Linked DNA regions of Mus musculus: region 1 is linked to region 2. Evidence: chromatin contacts called from public Hi-C data. All regions are on one chromosome and are shown on one strand. The core of a region is the stretch at or near the end of the contact, and the rest is flanking DNA. Distances in the headings are between cores, read along the strand shown. Region 1 holds the start of Lrp6 (low density lipoprotein receptor-related protein 6). Region 2 holds the start of Tulp3 (tubby-like protein 3).

Region 1 (3,029 bases), core at 349-2,848, 6.2 Mb after region 2:
ATGTAGAGTTTACTATAACAAAATAAACACTTGATTATTAAATCTCTTGAGTAATAACATTGAGTTCTCTGCCATGGAAATTAAAACAGCAATTATCTTTCTGGTATTTGCAAAAAGGACTAGACAATTCGGGATACGCTTATTTTTAGAAAATGGTGGGGGGGTTTTAAGGCAAATAGTCTTATTCAAATACACACATGCATAGATGATAGGCTGTCCCATTTACATCATAAGATTGTTAGTTACTATCCTACTTTGCAAACTTCCATACTTCTGACGGACTTAAACGTTGAGCTTGTTAAATTAATAACTAAGAATCCCAGAGAGGTCCCATTAACTGGCACAGGTAAGTTAACAAAAGCGAACAACAAGATACGGCGTCAAACAGCACCTCAATTCTTGCACAGGCAACACTCTCCATGGCACCAGCCCCCATCGCTCATCAACTGAAGACCAGTCGACAAGGTTTCCATTGCAAACTGTCACACAACAAAAAGTCAGGACGTACGTCTCAGCCTCACAGTCCAAATTCAAAACACCACAGAGCCACTACGTTTAAGCGATTCCCATAGCAAATTACCCAGGGCATTCTCTGTTATTTACTAAAGTGCCAAGCAGTTCCCAGGGGTGCCCAGCAAATGATAATTTAGTTCCCAGGATAGGCTCCTCGCCACACAAGGATGACTTCCCTACTTGGTGCCAACTGTACACTTGCACACTCCGCAAACAGGGGGCGAGTCCTGAATACCAGGGGTTACGAGGGCAACGTTTGTGTTTTTATTATGGGCTCAGATGATCCCGAATGCTGAAAAGCGCGACCTATCACCCTAGAGTCAATTTCCAACTGTGCTCTCACCCAGGACCATTCTATCCCCGCGGAAGACAATTATTAGTTGTAACAAGGCCTAGAGAGGGGAGAAGGAAAAAAAAAATAGTGGGGTTTAAAGAAGAAGAAAAAAGTTCACCTAAGAGACACGGGAAAGGTGAGCTCAGGCTTCGAGGGAGAGGGAGGTCAACACCAATGGTGCTGAAAGCGCAACTACAAAAGCCCCTTTCTGCCCCGAGTGCAGGCGAGCCGGGCACCGTCAGTCATTCCGATGGAGTGCGGGGGGCCAGGGGTCCCCCCGAGGCCCGCAGCTTTGTCCGGCGGCGCCGCGGGGCCGGCCAGGGGTGTGCGCGGCGGCCGGGCGCGGCCCCCGACCGCGGGCCCCTTCCTCGCGCGGCTCCCCAGCGCCAGGCCTCTGTCCCCGCCGCTGTCCCCGCCACCTCCCCTCCCCCTCCCGGGACCCCGGCAACTTTTCCCCCGGCCTCGCCTCGCTTCGCCTCACCTCTCAGCAGCACGCAGAAGCTGCAGGCCAGGAGGCTCCTCAGCACGGCCCCCATCTTCCCCCCACCACCGCGCGCGCTCGCGGCCCTCACCGGCGCCCGGCGGCCAGGGGACGCGCGGGCGAGGAGCCGGGGCGGCCGCCGCAGCGGCGGGTCTGCACGCTCATGCTTTCCGCGGCCGCGAGAAGAAAGAAAAGGGCGCACGTCAGGGCTCTAGCGCGCCGCTCCGGCCCGGGCTCGCGCGACGCCAGCGCCTGCCCCCATGCCGCCGCCTCCTCCCGCGGCGCCCCACGTCCCCCGCGCGGCGCCTCATTCAGCCTCTTCCTCTCGCAGCGGCGCAGGGATCCGCCGCGGGGCCGCCGCCGTCTCCCTGCGCGCCCGACTCCCCCCACCCCCGTCCTCAGCGCGCCGCGGCCGGACCCCGGGAGCCGCGACCGCCGCGCGCGCCGACTCCCCGGAGAGCCCCCGCGGGTTGAGCCTCGCGAGCCCCCGCACGCTGCGGGGATAAGGTCTTCCCGAGGCGCATTCCGATGGGATTCTTTCCCCGGGCGGCGGAGGGCGTGAGGCGACGTCGGCCGACACTGGGGCCGGCGTGGTCGGGACTACTTTCTGCGTCCCGGCCCGTCGCCGCCCGCGCCGCTCTTTGTGCGCCCGGCCGCCGAGCCAGGTGGAGCTGCGGACCCCGGGGCTGCCCCGGGACGTAGGAAAATCAAAGTGCCATTGCGGCTTACGCTTTCCCGAAGCGGCGGGCCAGGGGAACGGTGTGCAGAAGCCAACGCGGAGCACATCGCTAGTGGACTGGGTTGAGAATCCTCATCATAGGAAGTAAAATAAACCAGACTCGGACTTTAAAAAAAAAAAAAAGTATGTTTTTCTCCTAGTGTGGAGCCTGCTTTACATATACACATAAAGTCACACACATGGGGAAAAGACAAAGATTGTGGGATTGTATACACATAAGTAAACCTTACTCAGACAAGTTTCCCTCATATGTGGATCTAGGGGTGTGTGTGTGTGTGTGTGTGTGTGTGTGTAGAAATGCCTTTATATATGAGTTAACACATAGATGATAAGAAAATAAAAGTATGACTATCTGGGAAAAAGAGTGAAGCTAATGTTGGGGGAAGAGGCACACACATGTTAAAAGAAAATTATGTGCTTGAATCTTATCCATCATTACATACAATAAATATAAACTAAGAAAAAAATTAAAGAAAAAAAACAATAGTTTTTTGTTTGTTTGTTTATTGCCTTCCAAGAAATACAGACCTTTTTTTGTGAACTAAGCTGACAAGGACTAAAGCTTTCTAAACTGAGAGAGAAAATCCTTAGTAGCTAACAGCAAAGAGAAAATAAAACATGTCTTTTCAGGGGGAGGGGTTACAGGTCTGAGAGAAAAAAAGGAGCCCCCAAAACAACCTCTACCACTACATGTGCAGTGGGCATTTCCAAGTAATAGCCCAAATGCCCTCTGCAGTCAACTGGCCAGCTTCAGCCTAGGCCAGCCAGCTCCAAACGTTAACCATCAGCTGTGTCCTGTCCAGCCATCACACACCCTTTCTGCAGGCGAATGGGCAAAGGGCTCACCTAGGGCTTGCAAGCAATTTATCAGATGGGCCACTCAGAACTAACCTGAGATGAGACTGGCTTTGCTGTGATTCTCTTGGCACACATGAAGAATTTGAGACACTCGGTGACTTATC
Region 2 (3,177 bases), core at 558-3,057:
ATTTTGAGTTTGTGGCTAGCCTGGACCACTGGATTATACTGACTTTCAGTCAAGTCAGTCTCGAAGTCTCTCTCAAAACACTCTTAATGACTACCCCAAAAGCAAGGCAGTCACTGGCTTTTAGCAACAAACCTGCATGCTCTTCCTAGGGCAGGAGAAACTAGGGGCTCCCACGGGCTCCTTTCCTGTCAATCAACTGGAAATTAAAGAGTCGATTTCTTTCTTTGGAAGAAAAGGTGGGGGAGGAGGCATTAAAGCTTAAAGCTTCAAGTCCAGGAGATGAAAACAAAACAAAACAAAAACCTGCCAGCTGGTCCCAGTTTCAAAGTCAAGTCCTTGTTCCCTAAAATCATGAGTCATGGAAGGCAGAGTCAGATGGGTCTGTATGAGTTTGAGGCTAACCTGGTTTGAATATCGAGTTTCAGTCTTGCTTCATAAGACCTATCTCAAAAAATAAAATAAAAATAAAATCACATCCCTAAGAAATTTACTTCTCTAAAAATCATTTCGTTAACAACTAAATCCCTCAACTGAACGCGATATCATTTGATTTCAACCGGATACACGCTGAATTCTAACTTTCCTACCCCGACCTTACCCTTGTAAATGGATCTTCGGTTCCCAAAATGGAGAAGTTGTAAACAAATTTCAGAGAGCAGCTATCATGTTTATAGAATTTAGTTGATGAAAGATTAAAACAGGTGACGCCTTGGGAGGCAGAGGTAGGGGGCAAATGTTCAAAGTCCTCCTTATTAACTTATTATTAAGTTTCAGGGAAGCCTAGTCTGGATGGGACCCACGGGGGGTGGGGGGGTCGCTATTCCGTCTTTATAACTTTGTAAAATATGGTTTCGGATCAGTTAAAAACCAGTTTAAACGTCAGACCAAATCCTAACACGCCAAGCCTTTATCGCTGTGGTAATGGAATGGTAAAGGAAGAATGTAGTTGGCGTGTTTGATTTTAATCCTCACACCATGCCAAAGTTTTGAGCCAGTGATTTCACACGGCCCCCCATTAACTTTTCGTTAGCCTAGCTGACAAGAAATGAACAGGCTGAGATTGCAGCCCGTTTGTCTTTCCAAGCTCACCATGTGAACCAGGCAAAAAGAGGGGTATTGGTAGAAAAGCCAGGGGCACGAGCAAGAGTACGGATCAGTCTAAACTAAGTCCTGATTGAAAGAACTGCTAGAACTCAGGGGAAGGAAGAAAGAAGAAAAGAACAGTTTTGCATTTTCAGCTCTCGGACTCGTTCCAGAATTCCGCAATGACTGCCAAATGCAACGGCCTTGGAACCAATTAACCATCACTCGCGACCTTCCGCGTCGACTCCCAAGAGTGCCCTCCTTCCAGCTCAGTTCTGATCCTACTCGTGAAAGACATGGGGGAGGGCGAACGCATTGCAAGTAAGGGAATCGAGACCCCAGGGGAGCAGGGCGAGCTGGTCCAGGGTAAACTCCAGGGGAGCGGCTCAAGAGTGCTGGCGGCACGGGATGCACAGCGCATTGCAAATGAGGGAATCGGAGGCCCTTGGGGAGTAGGGTGAGCAGGTTCGGGGTAAATTCCAGGAAAGAGACGCGAGAGCGCTCTGGCGACGCGGGGTGTGCAAAGCGCCTGCTCAGCTGGGGACCCGATCTTGGCCTCCGCTCTTGCCCGCCCACCCTGGAGACCCCAGCCCGCCCCACCGCCGCCTGACCTGTCCCCGCGGGGTCCGGGTGCGCAGCGCGCCGCCTCCATACCCGCCCGACCGGTGGCATCAGCGTCCAGACCCCGAGACGCCGCCGCCCGGCTGGAGAGGATGGAGGAGATCGGGCCCCGCCCCTGACAACCACACCCCGCACTGTCGCCGACGCCCATTGGTCCAGTGCCCTACGCTCCCCTCTCACTGGCAAATGGCGTTAGCCATGATGCTGGAGGGTTTCCAGGGGGCGGGAGGCACCGGGAGGCGAAGGCGCGTGCGCTAGATCCGGGAGCAGCCCCCCGGGGTTGGGTCGGAAGAGTCTGCTGCTCCATTCCACCGCTCCGGGACTGGCCCCCACAGAGCGATCCCCAGCACCCCTCTGTGGCACCGAGAACATCCAGGCTGCTGCCTTGGGTTTTCTACTCTTTATCACCTGAAGCCTCAGCATCTGACCACCGACTCTGGGATAGCCGAGGCCTTCAGCCTCCCAAACCAGCCTTTGCCCAAAGCCCGACTGAGGGATCCCTACCTGGGGACCTTCAGCAAATGTCCTTATTTAGTGAGGGTAGCAGCTAAGCTGTCCTCTCTGCAGTAAATCATGCCTCCAGCCATCAATGCCTTTGTGGCTTTGGTCCCTATAGGACTTTATGACCAGAACTATAGCATATAAACTTAATTAGTAAGGCCAAAGTCACACTGATGTTGAATCCAAAAATTCACTTAAAAAATAATGTATTTATTTTGAGACAGGATTTCACTATACTATCCTCGGTTGGTCTGGAACTCTGAGATCCTACTGCCTCTGTCACCCTAGTGCTAGAATTAAAGGCATGTGCCATCGTGCCCTAGGCTATTATGTGTATGTTTCACCTATGTGTATGTCTGCATATCATATGCATCCCTGGTGCCCAAGGCTGTCAGATACCCCGGAACTGGAGTTACAGATGGTTGTGAGTCACCATGTGGGTGCTGGGAATAGAACTCGCGCCTCCGGGCATCCAGGGCTCATAACTGCTGAGCCACCTCTCCAGGTCCCAGAAATTAATTTTTGAAAACTAGGGAATATGATACCTGCACACATAGGCTAGGAAAGCATTGCACTCACTTAGCCCCTCTCCCTGTGGGACTCTGGATTGCTCCTTTGTGTGTGTGTGTGTGTGTGTGCTACAAATCTTCACTCATAAGCTCTGCTTGGTCTAGAAAGGGCTAGTGCTAAATGAGTAGGGTTGAAAGAGATGCTATTTGAATGAGTAAGAGGACCACTGAGACAGGCACATCCACACTACCCACACTAGAGTGTGAGCTTCCACTTTATGTACACATAGGATAAGTTACTGATAGGAATCCATTTCTCCACCACATGTGATAGCGTCATATTTCTTCCACTGTAAACACATCTCAAAACACAAACCTAAAGTACTCATCCGTCCCCTAGCTCTCTGACCCCATCGTATTCACCAACACAGGCCTGGCTTGGGACCCTTTGAGCCAAGGCTGT

What was found. A called contact is a pair of places that touch in the nucleus more often than the background predicts.
Region 1: a contact with region 2 is called in a Hi-C map of B cells, with 5 read pairs. The contact joins the promoter of Lrp6 here to the promoter of Tulp3 in region 2. A contact is called at or near these places in 1 of 39 promoter capture datasets (cranial neural crest) and 1 of 484 Hi-C or Micro-C datasets (B cells).

Annotation. Positions count from the first base shown.
Region 1 is chr6:134,565,315-134,568,343 of GRCm38.p6, forward strand. Lrp6 (low density lipoprotein receptor-related protein 6) reads right to left here and starts at 1,599. Exons shown (of 23, transcript NM_008514.4): 1 at 1,329-1,599. The coding sequence starts at 1,383.
Region 2 is chr6:128,354,044-128,357,220 of GRCm38.p6, forward strand. Tulp3 (tubby-like protein 3) reads right to left here and starts at 1,808. Exons shown (of 11, transcript NM_011657.2): 1 at 1,695-1,808. The coding sequence starts at 1,735. It overlaps Rhno1 (RAD9-HUS1-RAD1 interacting nuclear orphan 1), which reads right to left. Exons shown (of 3, transcript NM_001326585.1): 3 at 2,957-3,177.